Linked DNA regions of Sus scrofa: region 2 is linked to region 1. Evidence: chromatin contacts called from public HiChIP or PLAC-seq data. All regions are on one chromosome and are shown on one strand. The core of a region is the stretch at or near the end of the contact, and the rest is flanking DNA. Distances in the headings are between cores, read along the strand shown.

The links. HiChIP or PLAC-seq counts read pairs in DNA pulled down with a chosen protein or histone mark.
Region 2: an H3K27ac HiChIP or PLAC-seq map of alveolar macrophages shows a contact between it and region 1. The contact joins the enhancer-like site here to the promoter of BAP1 in region 1. A contact is called at or near these places in 1 of 5 promoter capture datasets (liver), 11 of 47 Hi-C or Micro-C datasets (alveolar macrophages, embryonic fibroblasts, heart right ventricle and 4 more) and 2 of 2 datasets of contacts at active chromatin or transcription factors (alveolar macrophages and skeletal muscle).

What each region holds. Positions count from the first base shown.
Region 1 is chr13:34,549,652-34,555,862 of Sscrofa11.1, reverse strand. It overlaps BAP1 (ubiquitin carboxyl-terminal hydrolase BAP1), which reads left to right and starts at 2,325. Exons shown (of 16, transcript XM_005669632.3): 1 at 2,325-2,538; 2 at 2,637-2,666; 3 at 2,776-2,830; 4 at 4,617-4,736; 5 at 5,047-5,108; 6 at 5,190-5,332; 7 at 5,595-5,673; 8 at 6,147-6,211. The coding sequence starts at 2,822. It overlaps PHF7 (PHD finger protein 7), which reads right to left and starts at 2,045. Exons shown (of 11, transcript XM_001928213.4): 1 at 1,393-2,045; 2 at 115-226. The coding sequence starts at 158.
Region 2 is chr13:34,602,584-34,608,794 of Sscrofa11.1, reverse strand. It overlaps NISCH (nischarin), which reads right to left. Exons shown (of 21, transcript XM_001925354.5): 4 at 1,041-1,089; 5 at 1-38. Among named protein-coding and RNA genes, the nearest start is that of NISCH, 9.9 kb to the right of the region's middle. Within about 2 kb of position 2,289, at least 3 of the 83 cell types and tissues checked have an H3K27ac peak or open chromatin away from gene starts, as enhancers often do. A contact at or near this core is called in alveolar macrophages, where this site is marked.

The DNA of each region.
Region 1 (6,211 bases), core at 1,076-3,575:
TTCTGCACTAACCAACCCTAGCCTCCATGACCATGCAAAGTGGACAGAAAGGGAAGCATATACTACAGGCCACTGGACAATTGTTCCCAAACTCCCTTATGGTGCCTACTCTACCTCAATCTTTGACGTTTCTTCTTCTTTTCTTTTATAGTCTTCATTCGCTACTGCCTCTCTCTCCTATCTTGAATCTTCTACACTATAATGAGGACAATACAGGATCTTCCAGCTATAAATATAAACAAGTCAGCAATTAAACCTATATTTGGTTATCAAGTTCCACAGGGTCAAAGCAACAGTGCACTTCACCTTCCCATCCATGTGATGGAATAAAAGGGACCCATCCAGTATCAATGCTATAAAGAGCCGGTAATTATTAAATCTTGCCAAGAACTGTTCTGGGCATTTTACATTTAACTCACAAAAATCCCTTGCAATAGGTACCATTTTATCCCCATTTTCCTGATGAGGAGACTGAGGCACAGAGAGGTCACAGAGAGGCACTTGCTCAAGATCAGTTACTGCTATCGCAGAGCCAAATGAGAACTTGGAATTATTGCTTGAACTGGCTAAATGGCTGTGTGTGCCTAGTAAATGCCTGAGGTAGCACTCAGGAAAAACAGCTCCTTTTTCCCCCAGGTATGGGTGCCTTAATTCTGCCCAGAAAAAGTTAGATTAGATAGCACTTTCCTAGGAAAAGGAGCCTCTGGGATTTTGGTTACCCAATGCAAGAACTCCCTCTAGTGAGAGACAACAATGACAAGTTATCCCTTGGCTCCTACCACTTTTCACCAGGCTTAAATGGTCACTGAGGTTTGGCCTGTTTTCAACCTTCCTCTAGATCTGAGCCAAGGGTAAAAGGCCCCATAGTGGAGAAGACACCCTGCCACTCCTCCTCCCACCAATGTCAGCTGATTACAAATTCACTTCAAATTCACAGTTTGTATTGGTTAAGGTGGAAATCCCTGAATGGCAAGCGGGATAAAAGAAATAAAATCCACTCCTACGAAGGAAGGACTGTGTCTACTCAAAGGAGAGAAGGACAGCATTTCTTAAGAGAGCTGAGTGAATCAGGTCACTCCAGGAACACACACTCCGCATCCATGTCCTCAGAGCACAGCTGGAGAACATGAACATCTTTAGGGACCACTATTCTGCACAAACTAGTTACTCCTCAGGCAACTAGCTGTTCAGAAAACTAAGGCTCCATCTCCTCTTCTAATCCACGAGTGCCACTTGCATTGGTAAATGATATTTGATGGCTTCTTACTCAACAAAAGCCCTTAGACAGACTGGAAGAGGAGAAAGAAGGGTGTGCACTAGGGGATCCACTTGGCTATTGTGCAAGTCCCAGTAAGTGGGGGAGTCCCGCACATCTAGCAATAGAAATAAAACCTTGAAACTTCAGTTCTTTGCATCGCTGGACAAGACGTTCCTTGAATGGGATTCTGAGCACACTGGTAGTTACAGGAAGACGCAACAATCTTCAAAGCGTGTGATGAGAGACGTTGCAGATGCTGGCTTCCACAAGCTGCTCAGTCCGAGGTTTGCTACCGAGCGGATGCTCCCTTGAAACGGTGACCAAATTGTTTCACTGGCTAAGTGCTGGGTAAAAGCTTGTTGAAAAAATTAAAAATAAATAAGCGTGTTCGGCCCCGCCGCCGCAAGAATAAACAATGGTTTATTTGGAAAATACGTATCGGTGTGGCCACAAGCGGCCCCCGGAGGTAACAGCCGGAGAAGGGGCTCAAGGAGCATCCCATAGATGCCGGACCAGGCTCATGTCGCGCCTGCCGGGCGGCTGGTACGGGGCCGGGCCGGAGGTCGCCTCCGCCGCTTGCTCCTCACGGTAGCACACCGCCTGCAGCTACCGGCCGGGGCCGCTCGCCCAGCTGTCGCCGAGGGAGCCGCTGTCCTGGAGCTTTATTCGTTGTCACAAGCCGTGGTTGCTACCTCACGGGCGGCCGCCCCGCGCGGTGACTGCGCCGGCGAAGGGGGCGAGCGCGCAAACGAGAGCCGGGTCACGCGGACTGTAACCCAGGGAAACTGCGTTCACGGGGACCACCGCTGCACTGACCGTTGGCAAGGAAGGATCGCTAACGGCCGCGAGCTAACGGCCGCGCGCCCGCCCCTCCCCGCCCCTGCTTCTCGCGCCACCGGCGTACCCACTCCGCCCCCTCCGCTCGGCCCCGCCCCATCTCGCCCCGCCTTTTCCTCGCGCGCCTCTGGTACTCAACACCGCCCTCGCTCCTCCCCTTCCTCTTGCCCCACCCTCCCGCGCAAGCGCCGGCGTCTGGAGTCGAAATCGCGGAAGACGAGCTCAGAAGCGGGGTGGAGACCGTCGCGCCGTGGTGACGTATGCCGCCGGCGCGGGCGGGTGACGCGGCAGGGCCCGTTGTCTGTGTGGGGGGCTAGGAGCCCCGGGGGCGGCGGGGGGCTCCCGGCGGGGGCGGCAGTGGGTCGGGGGGCCTGGACATGGCGCTGAGGGGCCGCCCCGCGGGAAGATGAATAAGGGCTGGCTGGAGCTGGAGAGCGACCCTGGTGAGGAGGGGACTGGGCAGGCCGGGAGCTGGGGAGGCCGGGTGGGTCCGGGATGCGCCTTTCTGACTACCACCCGCTCTTCTTGTCGCTCCACCCAGGCCTCTTCACCCTCCTGGTGGAAGATTTTGGTAAGAGCCTCTCCTACCCGCCAGTTCTGGGCTGTGGGGGCCCACTCCTGCGCCCTTGCTCCATAGCCAGGGGCTGCCCTTCCCCACTTATTTTCTTCCCTGATCGCAGGTGTCAAAGGGGTGCAGGTGGAGGAGATCTATGACCTTCAGAGCAAATGCCAGGGGTGAGTGGCTTGGCGCCAGGGCCGCCCCTTACACCCCAAGGGCTAGGGAGGGGCCCGGGAGAGAGTGCGCCTCAAGGAAGGGAGTACCAGTAGCCCCAGTTTGTAAAATCTCATATAAGGAAGCATCCCTCCTCTTTGGGTGTCCTCCTGATGAAGCCAGTACTGTATTTTTGTTTCCCCCAGTTTTCCCTCAGTACTTCCCTTTGGATGGTAGCCTCTTTCCCCCAGTTCAATTCCTAACGTCTTTTGGAATAAATTTAGTTGCTCTTTTGACTTTCCTGCCAGAAACCCCACTCACTTGACCTAGGTCATATGTTGCCTTTTTGTGCAGCTGTAATTTATTACTGCTTTAATGTGCTCGTGTGCCAGTGGTTTTAATCTCCACATAGGGGTCTCGTCTAGATTGGCTGGTGTGTGACATCTGACAAGGCATCTTTCTGGGTGACCATCTTCAGGGTCTTGTCTTGGTGGTCCTGTAGAATAGAGGTGTGGAGGAACAGCTACAGTGACTAAACGGAGAAGTCTGCTTTTATTTCGCAGGAAAGAAGGGACTGATACGGGTTTTCATTTACTTCCCTGACAGCACTGGGACTTGGGCCCTGGGCTTCACAAGTGTGAATCAGTGTTTAAATTCCTCATCACATTTTTTTGTTCTAGCCTTACCATCTGTTGCCACCTGGTCCTGGGCCATTGGTTCCAGTTTTTCTTTTCTTATCCCAGAACTGTATACTTTATAAGGATACTGGATGGACTCCTGGAGCACCACAGCCAGAAGCTGATACTTGACTGCCTCCAGTGGGCTTCTGGGGAGTGAGGGCTCAGGGCCACTTTGGGCATTGCTGGGAAGAAGCCAAGGGAGAGATGGGATCACAAGACAGGCACCTGAGTAGTAATGTGGTGCAGAGGAATAGGGAAGAGGAAAGGGGGTACAGATTGCCTTCCACCATTTGACTGGTCTAGCTCTATGCCTTACTTTCCCCAGCCCTGTGTATGGATTCATCTTCCTGTTCAAATGGATCGAAGAACGCCGATCCCGTCGCAAGGTCTCTACCTTGGTGGATGATACATCTGTGATTGATGATGATATTGTGAATAACATGTTCTTTGCCCACCAGGTCTGCTGGGCTCTGTGTTCTTTCTGGAGGGTGGGGTGCTATCATTTTCTTCACTTGGAAGGTGGGGGAAGGCAGAAGGAGGAGATAGGCAGACACCATAGGTGGTGGTTACAGAAGTCCCTTGGTAGAAGGAACTGAGCTCTTATTCATAAAAAAAGGGGGGCCTCGGGAGTTCCCTTTGTGGAACATTGGAAATGAATCTGACTGGTATCCGTGAGGATGAGGGTTCGATTCCTGGCCTCGCTCAGTGGGTTGGGGGTCCAGTGTTTCTATGAGCTGTGACGTAGGTTGCAGATGTGGCTCAGATCCCACGTTGCTGTGGCTGTGGTGTAGGCCAGAAGCTGTAGCTTCAATTCGACCCCTAGCCTGGGAACTTGTATATGCTGTGGGTATGGCCCAAAAAAGCAAAAAACCAAAACAACAACAACAACAAAAAAAACGGGGGTGGGGGTCGGGGGAACCTTTTTAGGACAGGGTGGTATCTGAGTCCATTCTCCATGTCCCCTGACAACTGATGGGTAATTAGGTGAATGAACAAATACTGGGTAAAGATGAGGGGAGTTGGTGAGGATTGTCCAGATATGGCTGTCCCTCTCTGGGTCCCCATTTCTGATGAGTATGGGTTTGGGATGAGGGATGCTGTGTATGGGTGACTGTTCCTTGTTTCACAGCTGATCCCCAACTCTTGCGCCACTCATGCCCTGCTGAGTGTGCTCCTGAACTGCAGCAGTGTGGACCTGGGGCCTACCCTGAGTCGCATGAAGGACTTCACCAAAGGCTTCAGCCCTGAGGTAGGCTGCAGTGCCTTAATCCTCCTTCATAGCTGGCTAGGTAGAGCCACTGGTAATGTTACTACATAGCGCTTCTCACTGTGAGGCTTTTCCCTTTTCAGACCATATTTATGTTACATTTGACTGGTGAATTAGTCATGTAAAGCAGTTTTTTTTAAGGCCCATCTTTTGGGGGCTCCAGAGTCAGGAGAGTCCACCTGTGTTTCTTCAAGTTCTTGGAATGCCTCTAGGCCTGCTCTCCTGAGCTCTGTTTCCCACCCAAGACCTACCTAGAAGTTGCTCTGATGTGATCTTATTTTCTTCCTTCTAGAGCAAAGGATATGCGATTGGCAATGCTCCGGAGCTGGCCAAGGCACATAATAGCCATGCCAGGTGTGTGGGAACTTGGGAGCTGATGGGGTGGAGGCGAGGAAGAGTTGTCCCATTCTGGGCACTGACTGTGTCCTTTCCCAGGCCCGAGCCACGCCACCTCCCTGAGAAGCAGAATGGCCTTAGTGCAGTGCGGACCATGGAGGCATTCCACTTTGTCAGCTATGTGCCTATCACAGGCCGGCTTTTTGAGCTCGATGGGCTGAAGGTCTACCCCATTGACCATGGTAGGCAGCCTGAGTTGGGGGCCTATTGGGTTTTTCTGCTCACCACCTAAGGAGTTGGGGTTCAGGGTCCTCAGGTACTTGGGACCCAGTGGCAGGGGGTGGGTCTTGAGAACATCTGGTTTTGGCTGGATGGCACCGTGCGCTGCATTGTCTGATCAGCCCCTGATTCTCTGGCTCAACTGCTCTCCATCCTCTTTCCCTCTCCTGGCCTGCCCAAACTCAGGGCTTCCCACCTTCTGACTCCACATCTTGGTTTCCCCAGGGCCCTGGGGGGAGGATGAGGAATGGACAGACAAGGCCCGGCGGGTCATCATGGAGCGTATCGGCCTTGCCACTGCAGGGTAAGAGTCCTGTTCCCCTGCTACCTTTGGAGCTGTGCCCCTGTTGGGAGGCATACAGAAGAGGGAACCAAGGCACAGAAAGGCCAGATAGCTTGTGCACGGCCACATGATGAATCTGACAAGATCAGGATTGGATTTTGGGCTCCCAGCTTCTTTCCCTGTTTCTCCCTGGGCTGCATGTGTCCTGTTTCAGGATTGGCTGGGAAGGGATGGCCTTGCTGGAACCTCAAGTGGCCCCGGTTTGCTGGCTCACTTCCTGACAGGCCCCTCACATAGCTTTTTGGAGGGCACCAGCACAGGTGCCTAGTGCACATGGCCAGCTGCTTTCTGTCTGTTGCAGGGGGTGGGGGTGGGGGGATGGCTCTACCTGTGGCTGCAGGTATGACTTCAGGGAGCCCTGCCAGGATCTCTGCCTTAACCTAATGGTGGGGCCAGGGCAAGAGCTGCTCTCATGGCCATGACTGTGACTGCAGGGAGCCCTACCATGACATCCGCTTCAACCTGATGGCGGTGGTGCCTGACCGCAGGATCAAGTACG
Region 2 (6,211 bases), core at 1,040-3,539, 53 kb before region 1:
GATGGCAAAGACCTCGCCGGCCCCCAGGAGCTGTTCTCCTGCAACAGCCACACCCCAAGGGGTGAGCACTGGGCCCCGGCCCCATCCCTGATGTGTGGCCAGAGCAACTGTCCACCGGGCAAACAGTGAACAAGCACTTAGCCAGTGCCCATTATGTGTATGTACCACATCAGGATGAAGCCGGAGCCCTGAACGTATATAAGCAGCCACCCTCTTGAGCTGATGGGCCCACAGTAGACCCAGAACATGTGATTACAAAGGAGGGAAGGGCCTCGGGAATGTACAGCTGGGAAACCTCTCTGAGGTGAGGCCAAGTTACAATCTGAGGCACTTGGCCAGGAGAAAGCTGATGCAGGCAGCCCTGTGGACAATGGGCAAGGCTGCAGCCTCCAAGATGTGGATGTCTTGAGGTTAGGCGAAGCCTATGGTGCCAGCATAGTGCAGGGCCTGAGAGCAGGATGGGGTTCTGAGCCAGACACACTGGCATTTGGCCCTCACTCTGCTCCTTCCAACCATATACCCTCTGGTAAGTAACTGGGCCTCTCATCCTCAGGGTCCTTTTCTGCACCTCCTCGGGGGAAGCAGTAAGATGCAAACACAAGGCTAGCTTCCAAGCACTTACTGCATCTTAGCTACTGCTACTGTGCTCTCTGGAAGGGTTGTGACCCAAAGTCAGCTTCTGTTCACTATCTGAACCCTTTCAGGTAAGGACAAACCCGGAGCAAGAGGGCAGCATGGCACTACCTTCCAGAACTCTACCATAAGGCCCTGGAATAGATCCTGAGTCTGGGGCCAGCCCCCGAAACAGGAATCTGGGGGTTCTAAGGCGAAGGACCCAGCTCCTCAGACCTGCAGAGCAGGTAGGTAGTCAGGTGTGGCTGAAGATCAGGTCAAAGGATTTGGGTCCCAGGGAGGTGGGCCCTGGCTAGAACTTACTTGGCACAGAGCACCTGATGGAGTTCTGTGCCACTCTGAGCCTCTGGTCACCTACAGAGCTAGGCAACTTACACCCAGTATTTCAAGGTCCCTGGGCCATATACCTTTTTCAAAAAGCTCCTCAGCCAGTGCTGCAGTGATGCCATTAATCTCCTGCAGAGGAAAACAAAACAAAACAAAACAAAACCCACAGTCAGGAAGTCCACCTGCTCCTAGTCACCAAGACTTGTACATTCCCTGCTATCTATCCCATCTGCTGTTGCAATGCCAGCTCTCCAGAAAGTGAAACAAAATGGAGAGAATAAAATCTACAATGATTCAAGATTCTCAGAGAGGGAAACAGTATTTCCAGTTACATGGACATTTGACATATCTCTTCAGAAGCAGAAGTGGGAGCTCCCGGCCTGGCTCAGCGGAAACGAGTATGAGTAGCATCCATGTAGATTTGATCCCTGGCCTCTTTCAGTGGGTTAAGGATCCAGCGTTGCCATGAGCTGTGGTGTAGGTCACAGACATGGCTTGGATCTGGTGTTGCTGTGGCTGTGCCTGGGGGCTACAACCCCTAGCCTGGGAACCTCCATATGCCAAAGGTGCAGCCCTAAAAAAAGGAGAAGGGAACATGGAGTTCCCTTGTGGTGTATCGGTGGGCACTGCTGTGGTGCCGGTTTGATCCCTGGCCCTTCTACATGCCACAGCACGGCAAAAAAAAAAAAAAAAAAAAGAGAGAGAGAGAGAGAGAACAAGCACCATGAGCACTTGCCAAGCCCAGGAGGAGGCTGTGGTAGAGGCAGTCCTGTTTCTTCTGGAAAAGAAGCTCCCATCAACCTGGTGGGGGAAAGGGCCGCCCCGGAGCTAACCCTCCCTGAGTGACTGACATAATATTCCTGTTTCATAGCTGTCTTAGGAAAGAGTGAGCAGCCATTCTCTTCCTGTGGTCATGCTTCCAAGCCTTGCAACAGTATGACTAGGCTGAGGGTGACCAGAAAGAGGCAAGGATGGATTTCCTTTGAGGGTGATGGGATGAAGGGGGCACAGTAAGGACAAGACTTCATTCACATGAACAGTTAACGTGCTGGAGTCTTATTTCACTCTAACGGCCAGAGTACTCCCTACAGAGGGGCTCACTCAATCCTCTCAACGCCCTAGGTGAGCAAGACATTATCTTGAATCTTGTTTCATGCACACAAACTGAAGTGGAAAGGTCCTACAATCCTCAATTTTACATGGCTAGAAACTAGCAAAGCCACACTCCCAAGCACTTGGCCTTGAAACCCCTCTCTGTACACATGCGCCTCAGTATTTCAGTGGTGTAACCATGGGGTTCTTACACCACATCCTGCAGGTAAGAACTGTAACTAGATGACAAGACGTTCGTAAACAAGTCCAGATGGAGGCTGCACAATTACCTCAGGAATCTCTCTGCCACCAGGCCACTCAATCCACATGTTTACAGGACTTGAAAGGCACCACGTTGCAAGAGACAGGGTGTCCTTTTTCTGTTTTTCTTTCTGCTGTTTGTCTCTTCCTCACCTTTTTACATAATGAATACTATTTTTTGGCCGCACCCATGACATGTGGAAGTTCCCAGACCAGGGTTCGAACCTGCTGGATCCTTTAACTGCTGCACCACCAGATATTTTAAAGGTTGTTTTTATGCTGGAAATAATCTTCTCCCTATCTGCATATGCCTTTACCTGTGTTCACAGCATTCTGACAGAGAGGTTTGTCAAGTTTACACCGTTTAATCTGTGATTCTTTTCCTTTGCGACTTCTCAATCTCTACCCCCAAGATTATAGAAACATCCCCCTAATTTCCTCTTTTAGTTATATGGACCCCCCCCAATGTGTTTATTTCTGTCATCTGCTTGAAATTCATTTTATATACAGTATGAGAATAACACCCACTTCTTCCCACAAATGAACAAAAAGCCAAAGGGAGAAAAATGAGCCAACACAGCTCCAGCATTAAGAGATTTAGGCCTTTCAGTCTGGCAAGATGCAGGGTCAAATGTAAAAGGGCCACCAGAGGGGCAAAGCAGGCTCTGCGCCGAAGAGGGCTCCAGCTAATGACAGAAGAAGCCATGAGTTCGCTGGAAATTCAACTTGTTTCCTGCAACTTAAACTCAATTACATTTTCCTTGGCTGCTTTGAAGAATTGAAGATCAGTGAGACCTTGGAATGATCCATGGTCTCATTTCTCTATCTACACTTTTGAGAACCAAGCCCTGTCTCCAAATCAGCACTTCCCCATCTTGGCTGCAGGCTGAATCGCCCGGAGAGCCTTGACAAATACAGATTCCTGAGAGGCTCCCAGGAGCTACCCATCTGCACCCACTTCAAGTCCCCAAAGGTAGCTCCTCAGCCTCTCCAACCCCATTGGTGACAATGGGGCTCCTAGAAAGTCTCACATGGACAAATGGCTCCCTGCCCACCCTTAGTACTCAACAAGTCTCACCCTCTGAGTTACACTTCTTCAGGCAGCTGGCGTCAATGCCAGCCCTGCTCAGGAGATAGAACTGGGATTTCCCCAAGACAGAAAGCTAAGAGATAGTGAGAGCCAAGGGCTCATGCTAAGCAGAACACAGGTTTTCACTTCCTGAGAAATCTAAAAAACACACAATGTAACAATTTCTTCCCCCCCCCTCTTGAGCCCCAGGAAGTGTGCCCTGCTGCAACAGTATCTACTTAGTTTCTCAGGTTGATCTTCTTCACCTTGGGAGACTGAACAAAGAAATGCCTCAGCCCCCAAATGGAGGTCCATGGTCCCTTTAGAGAAGCATTTTGTTTGCCTCCTCTGGGTGCTCTGGCTGAACTGTGGCCTTGTGTGCAAAGGTAAGCAGAGTCGGGCCTCCCTGAGCCCTCTATCAGGAGGAGACGAGCTCAGTAGGCCCCAGTCTAAGCTCCTGCAGATTCTGCCCAGAGGTTACCTGTGGGTGATGCCACACACACACTCCACCCAATCCGTGCTGAAGGGACTTAAAGTGCTTCAGGGTGCCACAGATATCTGAACTGCAATGCATTAAAACAAATAAACAACGACAAAAACCCAAAACCATTTCTTCATACTTCAGAAATCTTTTCAATTAAATAAAAACAATTAGCTATGTTTAAAAACTTCAACACCTACTCCTAACATGTCTCAGACCAGTCAGTCACCTGCCAGGATCATGTGTTGGTTTGCAGCCTTGGGCAGCGATGTGAGCTGCACACACAAACCCACCATGGACTAGTACGGCTGTTCTAATGATCTGAACAGGTCACAACCAAGTGCACCTTGCAGCACAGATGCCTGCTCAGTGAAAAACCCCAGGCTAGCCTGATACTCCTGCTTGGCACTTGCTCAAGCACAGAGTATGTATCAGTGGGACATTAACAACGTACTCCATTACACTTCACTGTGTGGTTTACACAAACACGGTAAGGGTTGGGAGTCCTTTTATGACTTTTATTTCATGCCTGTAATGAGGCATTCTAATAAAGTTAGGTGCCTAATTTGCATAACAATTCCCCATTGAGAGATTCAAGCTTAAACTTTGGCTGAAGAGAGCTCCAAGACTGAAAATAAGTTGCAATGATACCTGTTATCATTTACAGTATCTGTACTTTGCAACAAAAAGAAATGAGGGCTACAAATGCAAAGGCTGCCTTTAAGATGGTAACAATTCTTTGGTAACAGTTCTATCTCCTGATTTCAAATTTCAAAAAAAAAAAAAAAAAAGTGCCTTTGTTCTAGCTAGCTAGCTTTAAAATAAGAAAAAGATATAAATGCCACTGATGATAAGAAGTGAGTGCCTTTCCTCACTAGGACAGCCTATACTGCTAGGGATCTGGTGAGCCCCCACCATGGGCCTGCTGCTCTTCTAGGCCCTTCACCTTCACTCCTACAATCCTCAAAGGCCTGGGTCATCACCCTCCAGATCACGAGAGGAACTGGGACACAGAGAGGTTAAATGACTGCCTTTGGAATGAACTGTCAGAAAGCAGCAGGGCTGGGAGACAAACTCAGCTTTGCCTGCCTTCTGAGTCCACTATTAGACATCCTGCCCCAAAGTGATGTGCTGGAGGTCTCTATAGGCTTCTGCTTCACTGAATTTGAAAACCTCTGCTCTCAAGGTTCGGGGATAAGGTCTGTCCCTTAGGGTGCTGCAAGAGTATCAGGGCACAGCCATTCAGAGGGAGACAGCACAGCAGGACAGGGCCGAGGTGTGCCCTCTCATTGCAACCCAGGGCTGCAATGGCCCCTGAACACCCCATCTCAGTCGGCTGGGGAGAGAAGTGGTATTTTCTCCCTTGCATTAAAATCCACACTGCCCAAGAATGAAATTGGACCTCAACCTCACATCATACACAAAAATTCACTTAAAATGGATGAGAGACCTAAATATAAGAGCTAAAACTGGGAGTTCCCACTGTGGCTCATCGGTAACGAACTCAACTATGTCCGTGAGGGTGGAGGTTTGATCCTGGCTCGCTCAGTGGATTAAGGCTCCAGCATTGCCATGAGCTGTGGTGTAGGTCACAGACTCGGCTTGGATCCTGCATTTCTGTGGCTGTGGTGTAGGCCGGCAGCTGTAGTTCCAATTGGACCCCTAGCCTGGGAACCTCTATATGCTGCTGGTGTGGCCTTAAAAAGCAAAAAAGAAATAAAAAGAAAGAAAGGCAGGAAGGCAGGCAGAAAGAAAGAAAGAAAGAGAGAGAGAAAGAAAGAAAAGCACAGCTCTGGAGTTCCCATTGTGGCTCAGCAGTTGACGAATCTGACTAGTATCCATGAGGACGCAGGTTCGATCCCTGGCCTTGCTCAGTGGGTTAAGGATGGGGCGTTGCTGTGAGCTGTGGTATAGGTCAAAGACGCAGCTTGGATCCTGAGTTGCTGTGGCTGTGCTGTAGCCTGGCAACTGCAGGTCTGAGTCAACCCCTAGCCTGGGAACTTCCATATGCCACAGATGCAGACCTAAAAAGCAAAAAAAGAAAAAGAAAAAAGAAAAGAGGAGTTCCCGTCGTGGCGCAGTGGTTAACATATCCGACTAGGAACCATGAGGTTGCGGGTTCGGTCCCTGCTCTTGCTCAGTGGGTTAACGATCCGGCGTTGCCGTGAGCTGTGGTGTAGGTTGCAGACGCGGCTCGGATCCCGCGTTGCTGTGGCTCTGGCGTAGGCCGGTGGCTACAGCTCCGATTAGACCCCTAGCCTGGGAACCTCCATATGCCGCGGGAGCGGCCCAGGAAATAGCAACAACAACAACAACAAAAAGACAAAAGACAAAAAAAAAAAAAAAAG